Linked DNA regions of Mus musculus: regions 1, 2 and 4 are each linked to region 3. A link is a contact called in public promoter capture Hi-C data. All regions are on one chromosome and are shown on one strand. Each heading gives the region's core, a stretch centred on a gene start, on an enhancer-like site or on the middle of the called end of the contact. The rest is flanking DNA. Distances are from core to core; before and after follow the strand shown.

Region 1 (3,317 bases), core at 796-3,295, 1.1 Mb after region 3:
CCATTTTATGTGTAATGGTGTGTGTGTGTGTGTGTTTGTGCTTTTTCTTTGCTTGTTTACATTGTCTGACTGTTTATTTTTAAAATTTACCTTTTTTGTTTCCAAAGAGATGGGGTGGGGGGTTGGGTGGGGGGGAAGAAAGCATGGAGTTGGATGGATGGGGTAGTGGGGAAGATCTTAGAGGACACGAAGGAGGGAAAACCACGTTCAGAATATGCTGTATGAAAAACCATTTTCAATAAAAAGAAAATAAAGTGCTGAGGATCACCATATGATGGTCTCTTATTTATATTTAATATTTTACTTCAAATAATCAAAGAAGGGAGGCTTGTGTATAATGCACTTTGTCTTTCACCTAAAACGTTTTTAACATTGTTTCTTGTAGACCCTCAGGCTTTCAGGAATAGATTCTTGATGTTAGTAAGGTAAGCTTGAGTTGTAATTCGTGTGATTGCTGGCACAAGCTTACACTGTGTGTTTCTGATCCATGTCCTTTCTGAGCTGGAGAGCTTTTTAAACACAGTGATTATTTTGTTCCCATTTTTGATTCTATATTGGGCATGTTGAGTGGGGTGACAAAATGGACAGCAGATCTTCAGGGAGATCTTGAACTTCAAAAGGGATGTCATACCATTGGGCACTTTCAGTTGTCTCTCATGGGAAGTACATTCATCTGTGGGGAAGAATGATGTGTCCAGATGTTTGAGTAGCCAGAGGCGACTATGGCTGATGCTATTAGTGTCTCTAGTATCTGTTTTGCCATTTTGTGCAGTGATATAACTATCAGCCTTTAGCTGCCATTTGCCCAAGCTGAAATGTTAGCTGACAGATTTGCATAGGCTTACCTAAAAGTTTCTATCTTTTTTTTTTTTTTTTTTTTTTTTTTTTTTTTTTTTTTTTTTTTACTTTTTGAAAAAGCTAAGGTCTTTTGATAGAGTCCTAGGCTGGTCTCAAATTCAATGCATAGCTCAGCCTGGCCTTGAACTCCAGACCTGTCTGTTTAGCCTTCCAAGTGCTAGGATTACAGATGTGTGCTGCCAGGCACAGCCTGAGAAGTTTTTCTTCCCTCTCCTTTCTCTGGCCCTTTTGGCTAGTGTGTGGATGTCATGTTAGTGAAGTGGTCATTTTATAAGCAGCACAGCAAACAGGTGATAGCTAGCAGGGTATTTAACATACATAAAATGTATACAGCTAGGCATCTTGCAGATAGTTTACACCTGTCTTATCTGTTACTTTTCTCACTTCTAGAACATTAGTTTCTTGGCAGCAGAAACACAGCTTTTCCACATCTGTCTGTCCAGGGTTTCAAACAGGGGCTGGAAAATCATATTAGTTTAGTAAATATTGTAGAAGGAACTGAATAAATATGAGAGAATGATCTAAAGGTAAAGCCTTTCTGCTTTAAAAAGTACAGAATTTACAAGTCCAAAGAAAGCAGGTTATTATACACAAGGGCTATATGGCAGGTGGATTGTCATGGCAATCAGTTTTAGATTAAGCTCTCTAGCCAGGCAGGAGTTCTATTGCACTGCAGCTGCCTCTGCTCTGTATGTTGCTTGGGTGATAAGCACTTGTGAAGGATTCTGTTGCTAGGACTCCATTAGGGGCTGGCAGGTCTCTCTACTGTCTCTTTCCATATAGCATGCATTTAAACACATCTAAATTAGTATTTTCAAGACTTCACAGGCACAATAGAGCTTAGGAGGTTGAGCAAGTAGCAAGAATGTTGAAGGTTGTGTTGCAACCGCAGATAGTCTTAGGTGAACCAATGGGACGAGGGACAACAGTGGTGCAAGTGCCTCCATCTCCCAGCAAAGACACAGAATCCTTTTGTTCCACTACCCTCTGCTCTTTTTGGCCAGGCTTTGACAGGACAAGGGCTGAGCTATATAGCCCGACCCAGGCGGGATCCACCATCACGCTCCCGGTTGTGCTTCTCTGAGTCGTGCTCCTATTCGGAGGGTGAAGGTGCTCGCTTCCTTTGCCCGTCCGGAGCCCGCCCATCCGCGGGAGCGCGCATGCGCCTCCCCTCCCCGCCTCCGTCGTGCGCGCCCCGCCCCCTCGCGCTGCCATACGCGGACGGCCAACATCCGAGGACTCCGGCCTTGAGTAACCTGCTCCCGTGACCTTTTCGCACCCCGCACGCCGAGGCCCGCGCGGCGCCCGCCTCGCCCTTGCGTGTCTGCCGCCCCTGCCGAACCCTGCGTTCCCCTGACCACGCGCAGCTGCCACCGCCACTCGTCATGGCGGCCCTCAGCAAGTCCATCCCTCATAACTGCTACGAGATCGGCCACACTTGGCACCCCTCCTGCAGGGTCTCCTTCCTGCAGATCACTTGGGGCGCCCTGGAGGAGTCCCTCAGGATCTACGCACCCCTGTACCTGGTGAGCAGGGCTGGCGCTGGTGCAGGTGCAGGGCCTCCCGGGGCTCGTTGCTTCTAGGTCAGCTTTAGGGGTGGTGAGAGGCCTGGGGGGAGTCCTAGGCGGAAGGAGGGGGAGGGGACCCCGATGGTGAACTGTCACTGGACACCTGTTGCTAGGATGGGGATGTGCTCTGGACAGGTAGGGTCAAGTGCCTTACACTTGATCGCTCTGAGAACCTGGATTCAGAGACTCTGTGATGGAGAGATGTTGGAGCTGTGTATATATTTAGTCAATGCATGCACACAGTGTCCCCTCAGCCCACTTTACCACTCTCCGGCCCCATTTTCATATGAAAAAGGGTGTTCTGTACACCCCCCCACCCCCACCCCAAGCCTGCTTAGTCACAGATTTTGTCCTTGTTTGAGATGACAGAGATGCCACTTGACGGTTTGTTCTTTCGTAAGTTCCCAGAGTAGATTCCTGGTTTGAGATTTTGTGCGGTGATTTCGTTGAAGGTGTTTTAGTGGCGTGTTGCTGAGGTCATTTTCTTATACAGATTTACAAGTAGGGAAGCTTAGAGAGAGTATCTGGAAACCTACCAGTAACATCGAGAACTGATAAAGATATCTTCTCCTAGTGAGTGCCACTGTGTGGGAGAAAATTCCCACATCCTGGCACTGAAGATGTGCTATTTGGCTACTGAAGTTCATTGTCATTTTCCCATTTGTCTGTATGCTGAGAAGGTAGACATCATTTTTGTATGTTTTGTATGTTTCCTAAAAGTTCGTTCAATACTCAATGAGTGATCCATTCTTATTTCTCATTGAGGTAGTAATTTGGGCTGATGACATCTTTGACAGTATGATTATGTTTGTAACTTAATGGAGAAGTCTAATTTGTAATTATAGACAGAACACAGGAAAAGACAGTGACTCCCTGAGAGGTTGCAGAAGC
Region 2 (3,122 bases), core at 305-2,804, 1.1 Mb after region 3:
GCCCTTGTTCCCAATCCATTTGAGGTGATGTAACCAAGAACCTCAAACAGGCCAGAGCCTATTTTCCTTTTCTCTGAGCTGCCACTTTGGACAAGTGCTGTGGCATCATCCATAGTACACCCTTTATAATATGTCCATCATGCATAGTGCCCCTTGGATAATATCGCTCACCATTGACTCACATCCTTAACCCTATCTCAGCTTTATATCTACGGGGAATGGGAAAGAAGAGACAAATATAAGACTAGATCTCTCCCATTATTCCCTTATTTCAAGCCAGTGGGTTTCTTGTAGTTGCATAGTTTACTGAAGTGACTTACAAAGTAAAGATATTCTATTTCAGTGTGATTTTCCTAAGTTTTTCATGTTCATATATATGAAAAGCTTTTTGATTGTCTAGGAACCTCATTATAAAAATAATAATAGCCATCATTTGTTCATCAGTCATGGTACCAATAATTTACATTCATTATCTCATCTCTCTTACCAAAGAATTACGAGTCTAATAGAGGTGGTAACACGTGCGGAAATGATAGTCCAATATAGAATGTGAAGAAGAGTCCAGAATGACGTACGTGGAATGTATCAAGGGAACTCCTAGAAGGCAGGGATCATTTCTACCCAGAGAGATGCAGTCAATCAACATTTTACATTAAAAATTGTGTGCATTTTATGTCTTAGTCTCAAGAATCTCACAGACTATGACAGAACAGACAAAAGTACAGATCATCCCCAGAATGTGATGTCATCTGGTGGTGGCAATCAAGCCCATTTGGGTAGGCTCCCTTGAAAGAGGCAAACATGACAGCTACATATGCTGGACTTGTAGTAAAACTGAAGTGGGGATCCCTGGCATCCCAGGGTTACATCTGGATGTCATTATGCTAGCCCCACCCCCCAGGAGAGAGAGAGAGAGAGAGAGAGAGAGAGAGAGAAGCAAAGGGTAGTTAAGTTCTCCCCTCTTGTCTCTCTGAGGCCCTAATTTGGAAGCCTGTAATGGTAACCAGTCCTACCCTTCCATACAGCTGGCTGCCTTCCCACTGCAGCTCACACTTCGCTTTGCTTTCTCTAACTCTGCGTAGTTGGTGACCTCCTCTCCAATTTACCAATTCTGGGTCACGTGTTCCTTCTTCCCCCTACAGAGAAGAAACAGCCAGTTTTTGGAGTTCCAAACTTCCTGGACAAAGGCCAAGCTTCCATAAACCCCAGAATATTATTGTGTGAATTAAAATGTTCACATGCTATCAGCCATGCAGTTACTCTGACGTTTATTTTGGAAAATATTACATTTGGAAAATGGGAAGCCTTCCAGGGCATTCCTTTACCTTAGGATATCAGTGAACACAAGGGTATTTGGAGATCATTTCTTGTTCAAAAATTCGCAAATAATCTGTATAACTAGACATATGAAATTGCCTTAAGTAACGTTATTTAAGGACTCTGGGGCTTTACAAAGTTCCTATAGGGTACTTTTTGAGAAATACAGGACAGAGTCTGCAGTTCTGACGCACTAAAGCTAACTTTCATAATGCCTTTGAGTTAATTCCCACTTGGCTCTTGCACATTTCTCTTCCAATCACCGACCTTCCTTGTTGCATTTTATCCAAGATTTTACATGCTTCAAGCTCTGTCTTCCTGACTGCAAGAGGGAAAGCAGCCCAAGTCCTGGAGTGGACCACATCTAAAACCAATGGTTTAGGGGCCCAAGGGCTCCCAAATGTCCATATTTCTCCCTCAAACCCCTTTCTATATTTGTTTCTTCTTGGATTGATTTTATAACGCTAAAGCTTGAAGAGAGAGCCAAGGGCCTGAGAGCTTACTAACACACCTTGTTCTTTTGAGTGGCTCCATTCCCAGTTATTATGATATGTTTTCAGTGGCTACAATACAAGCAGTGCAAGCAAGATAGGAGCAGACGGCCTTGAGGGAAAAGGGCTTTAGTGTGATCAGCAGAGTGCAGTCCTTCTGCGTGTTCTTTGGGCTTTGAAATTTGATAAGGACTGAAAGTTAGCATTGTTCATCATTTCATTTATGAAAGCAGAAAATCCAAAACTGTGGGGAACGTGCCTGGGGAGGGAAAGAGAGAGAAAAACGATAGAGAAAAAGTAGTCGAACATATTTTAACAGACAACAACGATTACCTATGGGAAATGGGAGATAGAGGTAAAGGCAGGCCTCTGAATTACATAGAGTTCTCTAATTTTTTCCTTTTATGTAGTGTGAGGGATAAAATATGATTAAAACAAAAAGCATTTAAAAAGAATAGACTATGCAATTCTATACATTAACATAAAAAGCTAGCCAAAAAAAGTCAAATTAAAAAATTAGCAAATCTGAAGTGATTTCCTAAGTTCTATGTGGGGGAAGTGTAAATACACTAAGGAACAACTGACACTAAGCTTAAAAGTGAGGCTCCACTTCTGAGTGATAATAGAAATAAGGAGAAGTTAACCTCTACGTGCAGTTCCTATACTACTTGAATTTTTAGTTTTAATGTGCACTGATTTTCTTCTGATCAATGAATTGGCTGACTGACAGAGTATTATAACTTCATTTACTTGATATTGCTCTCAGTGAGCTTTCTGGCTTAGTTCTCTCTCCCTCTCCCTCTCCCTCTCCCTCTCCCTCTCCCTCTCCCTCTCCCTCTCCCTCTCCCTCTCCCTCTCCCCCTTCCCCCCCCACCCCCTCTCTGTGTGTGTTGCTGGGAATTGAACATATGGCCTTGTGTATGCTGGTCAGCTTTTCCACTACTGAGCTACCTCCCTAGTCCTTCCTGACTAATTTTACTGGACTAATATATAACACCAGGCTGATTGGCCTGCAGTGTCATCCCTCAACAAAAATGGTTGTGGCAGAGTTTCATGTTTGATAAAGACCCCAGCCTTTACACCTTGTTTACCTTAAACAGGAAGTTCCTTCTGCTACATGTCCCCCCTGTCTTTCCCTAATAGAACTCATATTCATTCCGTAATTCTTAGCCATTAGTTTCCCACAACTTGCAAGGTTCAATTTCTGCTTTGTTCCTGAAGCATTTACAATGCACTTCTAATGCCATAGTATTTATAAGGTCTTCAATTAAAATGTTCATTTCTCCAGCCTTTCCCAATGAAAGAGTTTTGAAT
Region 3 (3,274 bases), core at 399-2,898:
TCCTTAGAAGGGAATTTCTGACAATAAACACACAAACTGAAGAGTAAAATGGTCTCACACCAGTGACCCCATTCATGCACATCCTTAGAAAACTGGGGGGGGGGGGGCAGAAAACACATAGGAATAAGCAGCAGAGAAGAAAAATTCAAGTTGAAAACATAAAATCCAACATCAAAAAACCCCCAAAAAACAGTGAAACAGACAAAAAATTTTTAAGATCACACTAGCTAGACTGATCAGGCTTCAAAGATTCAATAAAACACTATCAAGAGAAGACATATGAGGTCACTGCAGGATACACAGATATTAAAAACATAAGGAAATATTTATCAACAGTTTAATCCAATAAGCTTGAAATTTTGGACCAAATGGACATTTCAATTGTTCTGAGAAAAGTTTTGATGTTCAATCTAAAAGGTATCTACGCATAGAACAGTGAAATATCTATTATAGATGCTGAATTTATATTACAATTCTATCAATCAGGAAAACTCTGGGCTTAGAAGTCTCCCGTGATGATTCTACCAAACATTCAGCAAATGACATCAAAATGATACAAACGCTCCCAAAAGTGAACAGTTGCTAAATGACACTAATAAGTCAGCGCTACCCTAATGCCAGCACCGGACAAGGAAAGTGTAAAAAGGACTGGGGAAAAACAAACAAACACCCCGCTCATTGGTTAAGAGTAATTGCTGCTCCTGCAGAGGACCGGGGTTTGGTTCCACAGGAATTGGAGTACAGTCTTATTTAGAAATAAATAAATAGATAGATAAATAAATAAATAAATAAATAAATAAAAACAAAAACAAAAAAACTAGAATTGACTTGATGCCTCTCGGGACAGGAATCTTTCGGGACAGGGATCTTACTCATTAGTCTTCTGATAAATTCCAGGCCTCTCAGTTTGGTAAGCGTCTTTATAGTCTACTCACAATTTTACAAAATAACCAGGTAAAGAATTTTGTCCTTTCCTGTTTTACAGATGCAGATGAAAACTGAGACGGAAACTCACAACATTGGTTCCCAGTGGTGCTGACTTATACCCTAAGCCTCCCCCTGGCTGTTTTGTTTGGAATTCACACTGTACGCAGACCAGACTGGCCTGGAATTCACAGAAATCCCCCTGCCTCAGGCTACTGAATTCTGGGATTAAGGCGTACGTTATCACGTGCGGCTCCCTTACTTTTGAACCGTTAGTTTTTCACTACATTCCGTTAACCCTGTTTCACAGAAGCAGTGTTCTAGAGGACATGGGGAATGCTGAGGAAAACAAAACAAAACAAAAAAAAAGCACTCGCTCTGGAATTGCTCACGTTCTGCTGGAAGTCACCCACAGCATAACATGGCACAAAGATCCAAGAGCGAGATGGAGCAAAAAGTCAATCTCAGGCTAACTTCACTGCCAACGTTGCCTTCATCAGCCCGTAGCCTAGCGGCTGCCATGCAACCTACGCCAGGATCGGGGACTCGGAAGTCGGGCTGCGTGCCCAGGCGGGGTGGTGTCGAGCCCAGCCACCGCCACACCGCTGTTTCTGCAGGCTGTACCCGGGATGGGCTATAGCGGACTCGCCAGTCCTCACCGCTAGTCCACAGTTTAGCGTCTCCTGGACCGGAAGCCCGTGGACAGGAAACAGAGGCGGAGACAGAGTCACGTGTGAGCCAAAGATGGAGCTCAGACGACCCTAGCGAAGGTTGCGGTAGACTCGGCGCGGGAGGACCCGGGCAAGCACCGGCGGCTGGGGAGGCTGCCATTAGCTGCCTTCATTCTGCCGAATGGTGAGTAGCTGTGCCAATGTCGCGCTGGGAGAGGCGCGGGGTGGCCACGAGGGTGGGGAACGCTGTGTGTGCTGACCCGGTCTTCACTTTCCACCCGTGAGGGGGAAGACCTGGCTGAATTGATTGAGTTGAAGAATCACTGCCAATTTACAAATTGCTACGTTTAATTTTCCGATGCTTGGTTTTTATGCAGAAACTTTCAGAGATCTTTGTAGTATTTCAAGGTGTCTTTGTCTTTGATGGGGATTTATTAACTGAGAAATAATACCAGGAAGAAGAAACAGGACTTGAATCCTGGGATCCTGATCTAAACCGCTAAATCTGTATTTTACTTTCGAGGTTAATTTTTAAGTCAAGATTTATGGAATTTTGCACATGCAGCATTTTCCAAATCATTGTATATATACAACAGGTACCCAAGATTTGGTAAGACATTGTTCCAGTGCTGTCACAGCTAACTAATACGAATGGTGACCCAAGACAGGCTGATTTATTATCAGGTTATTTCTGAGTTTTGGTTTATTGCTACTACTGTTTTATCTTTTGAAATAGGGTCTTGGAGTACATCCAGGAACTCACAACCCTCCGGCCTCAGCTTCCCAATAGTAGAGGTATCACCACAGGTTGCAGACTTTTTTCCTGTCACCAGGAAGTATGTTTTTAAAGAGCCCAATCTAGTAAAAACGAATCCACCATTCTACACTGATATTCATCCTATGTGTACCATGCCTGCTCAGGCCAGAAAAGGGCATTAGATCACCCTAGGCCTGAAGTTACAGCTGTGTGTGAGCTTTGACGTGGGTGCTAGGGCTCGAATCTTTCATCATGTGTCCACATGCCTGCAATGCCTATGAAGGGTGAAGAGGATTCCAGTCCCCTGGAACCCTTGTTCTTTGCAATAGTGTTCTCTCAAAACTACTGAGCCCTTTCTAACCCTTGACACCTAATCATCTTTACAAAGTGGCTATTACACTTGAAATACAACTTATAGTTCCACCAGCAGATGTCACAGCTTTCCTGAATGCTTCCAAGTGAAACTAATTACCTGTGTACCTAATGACATCCCTGTTATCTTAGCTTCCACCTCATGTTTTTGTTGTTTACTGGATGTTGGCTTTCTCTCATGATGTGAGGCTCTGTCTGTTGCATCACCCCTCCACCCCACTTGTCTAGCACAAATTCTTTGGATTTTTGTTTTCCTGTAATAAATTTTCATGTAGCTCTGCTGGCCTCAAATTCCAGTATTATCAAGGACAGCCCTGAGCCCACCCCCCAACTGTTTCAACTACAGTCATGTCACCATGTCTGAATTAAGTCATTTTTTTAATGTTTCATGTATGTAGTAATTGCTTAGAAAATCAAGATTGTGGAGTGTCTTAGAAACTTATGCGCTGCTTTTCTTGTTCAGGTTTCTGGTATGCTGTATTGGGAGAGGGAAATCTTATATGCTATATATACATTAAGTTAATCTACATCTCTTACATAATTATGCATC
Region 4 (3,462 bases), core at 256-2,755, 1.2 Mb after region 3:
CTTTTTTTGGGTGTGTGTTTGATGATTTGGTATTTTTAATGCTTGCCATGTAAAAAATGATAGCCATCTTTTTGAGTACGCATGATAACATTTGCATTAAGGAGACTTAGGATCTCTAATGAGGTTGCAGACCAAATTATTGGCAAAGGCTGCAATCAAGGCTTGATTGGAGTTGAATTTGTCTTCCAACTTCCCCTCATAGCTGTTTAGCAGAAAGCTCTTAATTCTTTGTTGACTGTTGTAGAAGGCCTCTTTTTTTCTTACAATGTTAAAACATCCACAGATTTGTCTGAACGAGTCAACCAGAGCTCTGTGATTCTGCTAGTCCCCCTGGCCAGCTTGCTCTGGGGATCTCCTGTGTCTGCTCAGGAGGCTAGAATTCCACCAGGGCCGCCATACCCACCTGCTGCACATTACCTTCTGGGTATCTGAACTCCTTCCGGTTCCTACACTTACACCAGAAATGCTCCAACGCCTTTGTTGTGTCAGCCTCATGCATAAAGCTTAAATAAACATTTGGTTTTAGAATTTCATTGTTTGTCATTTCTTAGTGAAATATTATACTTTGTTATTAAGATGGGGTGATAAACCACAGTGGCTGGAACATAGCTCATGCTTCAGTTTATTGTAGAGTCAAATTGGGCTGTGGTAGAAAGACCAGACTGAAGAAACATTGAGGAACTATTAGAAATGTGCAAGAAAATTTTTCTTTATAGTTTTCCTGGATTAGAGTCCCCCTTCCGTGTGTGTGTGTGTGTGTGTGTGTGTGTGTGTGTGTGTGTGTGTATGTGTGCATGTGAATGTTTGTTTGTTTTGAGACAGGGTTTTATGTACATCACATTGACCTTCAATCTTCTGTGTAGCTGAGGCTGGCCCTTCACTCTGGTTGTCCAACCTCTACTTCCAGAGTGCTGGGGTTATTCGTGTGTGCCTTCATGTCTGACTTCAAGTTTTTCCTGCTTTTACTAGCTCATAGGATAGGAAGGCTAATGCAAACATCATTCATTTGCCTTTAAAAATTTTATAAAATACTTTGAATTGGTTATCTTATGGAGGTTTTTTGTGTGATTTAAAAAGAGTTGTTAAATTGATTTTTGCTTAGATATTGCTGAATGAAAAAAGGAACTTCCTCACATTTAAGGAAACATTTTTCTTCTTCAGGCAAAAAAAAAATAAATAAATAAAAATAAAAAAAATTGAGCAACTGCCTGGGAAAACTGCCCTTTCTTACACATATTCTTAAAATAAACCTAGTTCTGCCAGAAGGCAGCTGACATCTGTGGCCGTTACTCCAGATACTGCCCCTGCTTGCTGAAGCCTGAAGTGTCTTAGTAAAGTTAACTACAGAGTGTGCTGCAAAATTTCACTTCACATTTCCTTTAGCACCAAATACTTCTATACTTCTTCCCAGTGTAATAGTTGAGGTCATTGCCACTATTATTTAAAGTTATTCTTTATTTTTTGAGAATATCATGAGTTCTATATTTACATTATTGTGTTCCAAACTTCCTCCTTCCAACACAGTTCCTTCTCAAATTCATGGCCTTTCATTCTTTGAGTATTATCGTTATGTACATAAGTTGTAAATCCCACATGCCATCAGAATGGCTAAGATAAATTAAAAAAAGATCTGACAGTAAATGTTGGTGAAGATAGAGGGAAAGGGCTGTCATTCGCTGTTTGGTGGAATTGCCAACTGATGTAGCCACTGTGGAAGTCAGAGTAGAGAGGTTTCAAAAAGTTAAAAATAGATTACCATCTGACTCAGCTATACTACTACTCTTCACATGCCCCAGATTCATCCTGTTACAGAAGAGGGGTGTTCAGCAGTGTCCACTGTGCTGGTAACTATTGGCTCCTGGAATTCTCTTTCTTAGTGTTTTTATAATTCTTTTTATTTTTAAGCATGGCTGCACTGGCTAGTTTATGTCATCTCAACACAAGCTAGGGTCCCTGGAGAGGAGGGAGCCTCAGTTGAGAAAATGCCTCGTTTGGACTATATGCAGAATTTTAGGGCATTGGGTGAGTGAGACCACCTCTGAGCAGATGGTCCTAGGTTTTATAAGAAAGCCAGCTGAGCAAGCTATGGTAGCAAGCCGCTAAGCAGCACCCCACGCCCTAAGGCCCGTGCATCTGCTTCTGCCTCGAAGGTCCTGCCCTGCTTCAGGTCCTGTATCGACTTCCTTTGTTGATGAACTGCGATGTGGAAGCTGAAGTGGTTATGGTGTTTCATCACAGCAATAGTAACCCTAAGAGAATGGGATTCTTATTATATTGTCTAGTGTAGTCTCAAAATGCTGGGTTCAAATAATGCTCTTGCTTCAGCTTTCTGTAAATATAAACAGAAACATGATCACAAATGCAATACAACCCTGAAATTTATATGGCTTAGCTTTCTGGCCAAATGTCCGTTTTTTCTTTTCCTCTTCTCCTTCCTGTTTGTCTTGTCATTTGAGTGCAGTCTGTCAGAATGATACATTTGAAATCATTTCCCTGCTTGCACAGAAATCCTTATTTTTCTGTGTCTGTTACTGACAGCCTCTAGTAGCATGGAGTGCACCCTTCAAAGCTAATGTTCGTTAGTGTTGAAATTGAGTAAGATTGGAAGACATTTCAAAGCTGTAGGAAATTTGCCTGTTAGTATTGAAATGTTTTCAAGCAGCTTTCATTATCTGCACAAGGTATCTTATGGCTCTTATAGACTTGAATAGTATGAAACTATTCTATTGGTGAGAATTATTATTAAAATAATCTCCAAATTTCTCTTTGTGGTTTTGGTTGGAGGATAAAATCATGTTATATGAATAATTGTGGCATTTTTTTTTTGGAAAAATGTTTAGGCATTTTTCAGTAAAATGTTTATAATTTTAAGGAGATTAAACAGTGATGAAATTTCTACAAATTATTACCTTAAATAATGGGTTAATATTACAGATTTTGAACAAACTGAATTTACACTATCATTTAACAAACACATTAAAAAAAACAAACAAACCAACCACATGCACAATAGTTGATCTACTCCTGGCCCATGGTGAGGAAGTTAAAGAACTGTAAAGCCCCAGCGCGCATGTTTGGTTATAGCATGCCTTGCAGCCTTCTGCCTTAGAAAGTGATGTCAATTTACGCCAGGCTTAGTACTGGCGGGAGGGGGCCTCCTTTCTTCTTTTTTATGCTGTGGAATTTTACTTTTTTTTTTTTTTTTTTACTTTTTTATTAGGTATTTTCTTTATTTATATTTCAAATCCCCTTTCCTTGTTTCCCCCCTGAAGCTCCCCATCCCCTCCCCCCTCCCCCTGCTCACTAACCCACCCACTCCGAGGAGAGAGAACCTGAAACCCAGTCTTAGGAAAGGCCTCTTTAGAGCTGTCAGGAAACATTCCCTGAATACAGTGAGTGTATACACTCTATAGCCACTGACTCAGTTTCTTGAATTTTAAATAAGACAAAAGTCCTAATTGG

The links. Promoter capture Hi-C pulls out the DNA fragments that hold promoters and counts their contacts. Capture Hi-C pulls out chosen DNA fragments and counts their contacts.
Region 1: a promoter capture Hi-C map of pancreatic islet shows a contact between it and region 3. The contact joins the promoter of Tmem135 here to the promoter of Tmem126a in region 3. A contact is called at or near these places in 2 of 39 promoter capture datasets (liver and pre-B cells), 2 of 484 Hi-C or Micro-C datasets (B cells and uterus), 3 of 115 datasets of contacts at active chromatin or transcription factors (embryonic stem cells and microglia) and 2 of 9 other capture datasets (liver and pancreatic islet).
Region 2: a contact with region 3 is called in a promoter capture Hi-C map of 3T3-L1-derived adipocytes, with 2.6 times the contacts expected there. The contact joins the enhancer-like site here to the promoter of Tmem126a in region 3. A contact is called at or near these places in 4 of 39 promoter capture datasets (the 3T3-L1 cell line, 3T3-L1-derived adipocytes, liver and 1 more) and 1 of 9 other capture datasets (adipose tissue).
Region 4: a contact with region 3 is called in a promoter capture Hi-C map of pre-B cells, with 4 times the contacts expected there. The contact joins the enhancer-like site here to the promoter of Tmem126a in region 3. A contact is called at or near these places in 4 of 39 promoter capture datasets (HPC-7-derived erythroid cells, hippocampal neurons, liver and 1 more) and 2 of 115 datasets of contacts at active chromatin or transcription factors (acute myeloid leukemia and large pre-B cells).

What each region holds. Positions count from the first base shown.
Region 1 is chr7:89,337,515-89,340,831 of GRCm38.p6, reverse strand. It overlaps Tmem135 (transmembrane protein 135), which reads left to right and starts at 2,045. Exons shown (of 15, transcript NM_028343.5): 1 at 2,045-2,384. The coding sequence starts at 2,244.
Region 2 is chr7:89,354,478-89,357,599 of GRCm38.p6, reverse strand. It overlaps a transcript of Tmem135 not described here. Among named protein-coding and RNA genes, the nearest start is that of Tmem135, 17 kb to the right of the region's middle. Within about 2 kb of position 1,554, at least 26 of the 459 cell types and tissues checked have an H3K27ac peak or open chromatin away from gene starts, as enhancers often do. A contact at or near this core is called in 3T3-L1-derived adipocytes and adipose tissue, where this site is marked.
Region 3 is chr7:90,455,577-90,458,850 of GRCm38.p6, reverse strand. It overlaps Tmem126a (transmembrane protein 126A), which reads left to right and starts at 1,648. Exons shown (of 5, transcript NM_025460.3): 1 at 1,648-1,779.
Region 4 is chr7:89,214,619-89,218,080 of GRCm38.p6, reverse strand. The region is part of intron 5 of Tmem135 (transmembrane protein 135); the gene reads left to right. Among named protein-coding and RNA genes, the nearest start is that of Tmem135, 120 kb to the left of the region's middle. Within about 2 kb of position 1,505, at least 72 of the 459 cell types and tissues checked have an H3K27ac peak or open chromatin away from gene starts, as enhancers often do. A contact at or near this core is called in acute myeloid leukemia, liver and pre-B cells, where this site is marked.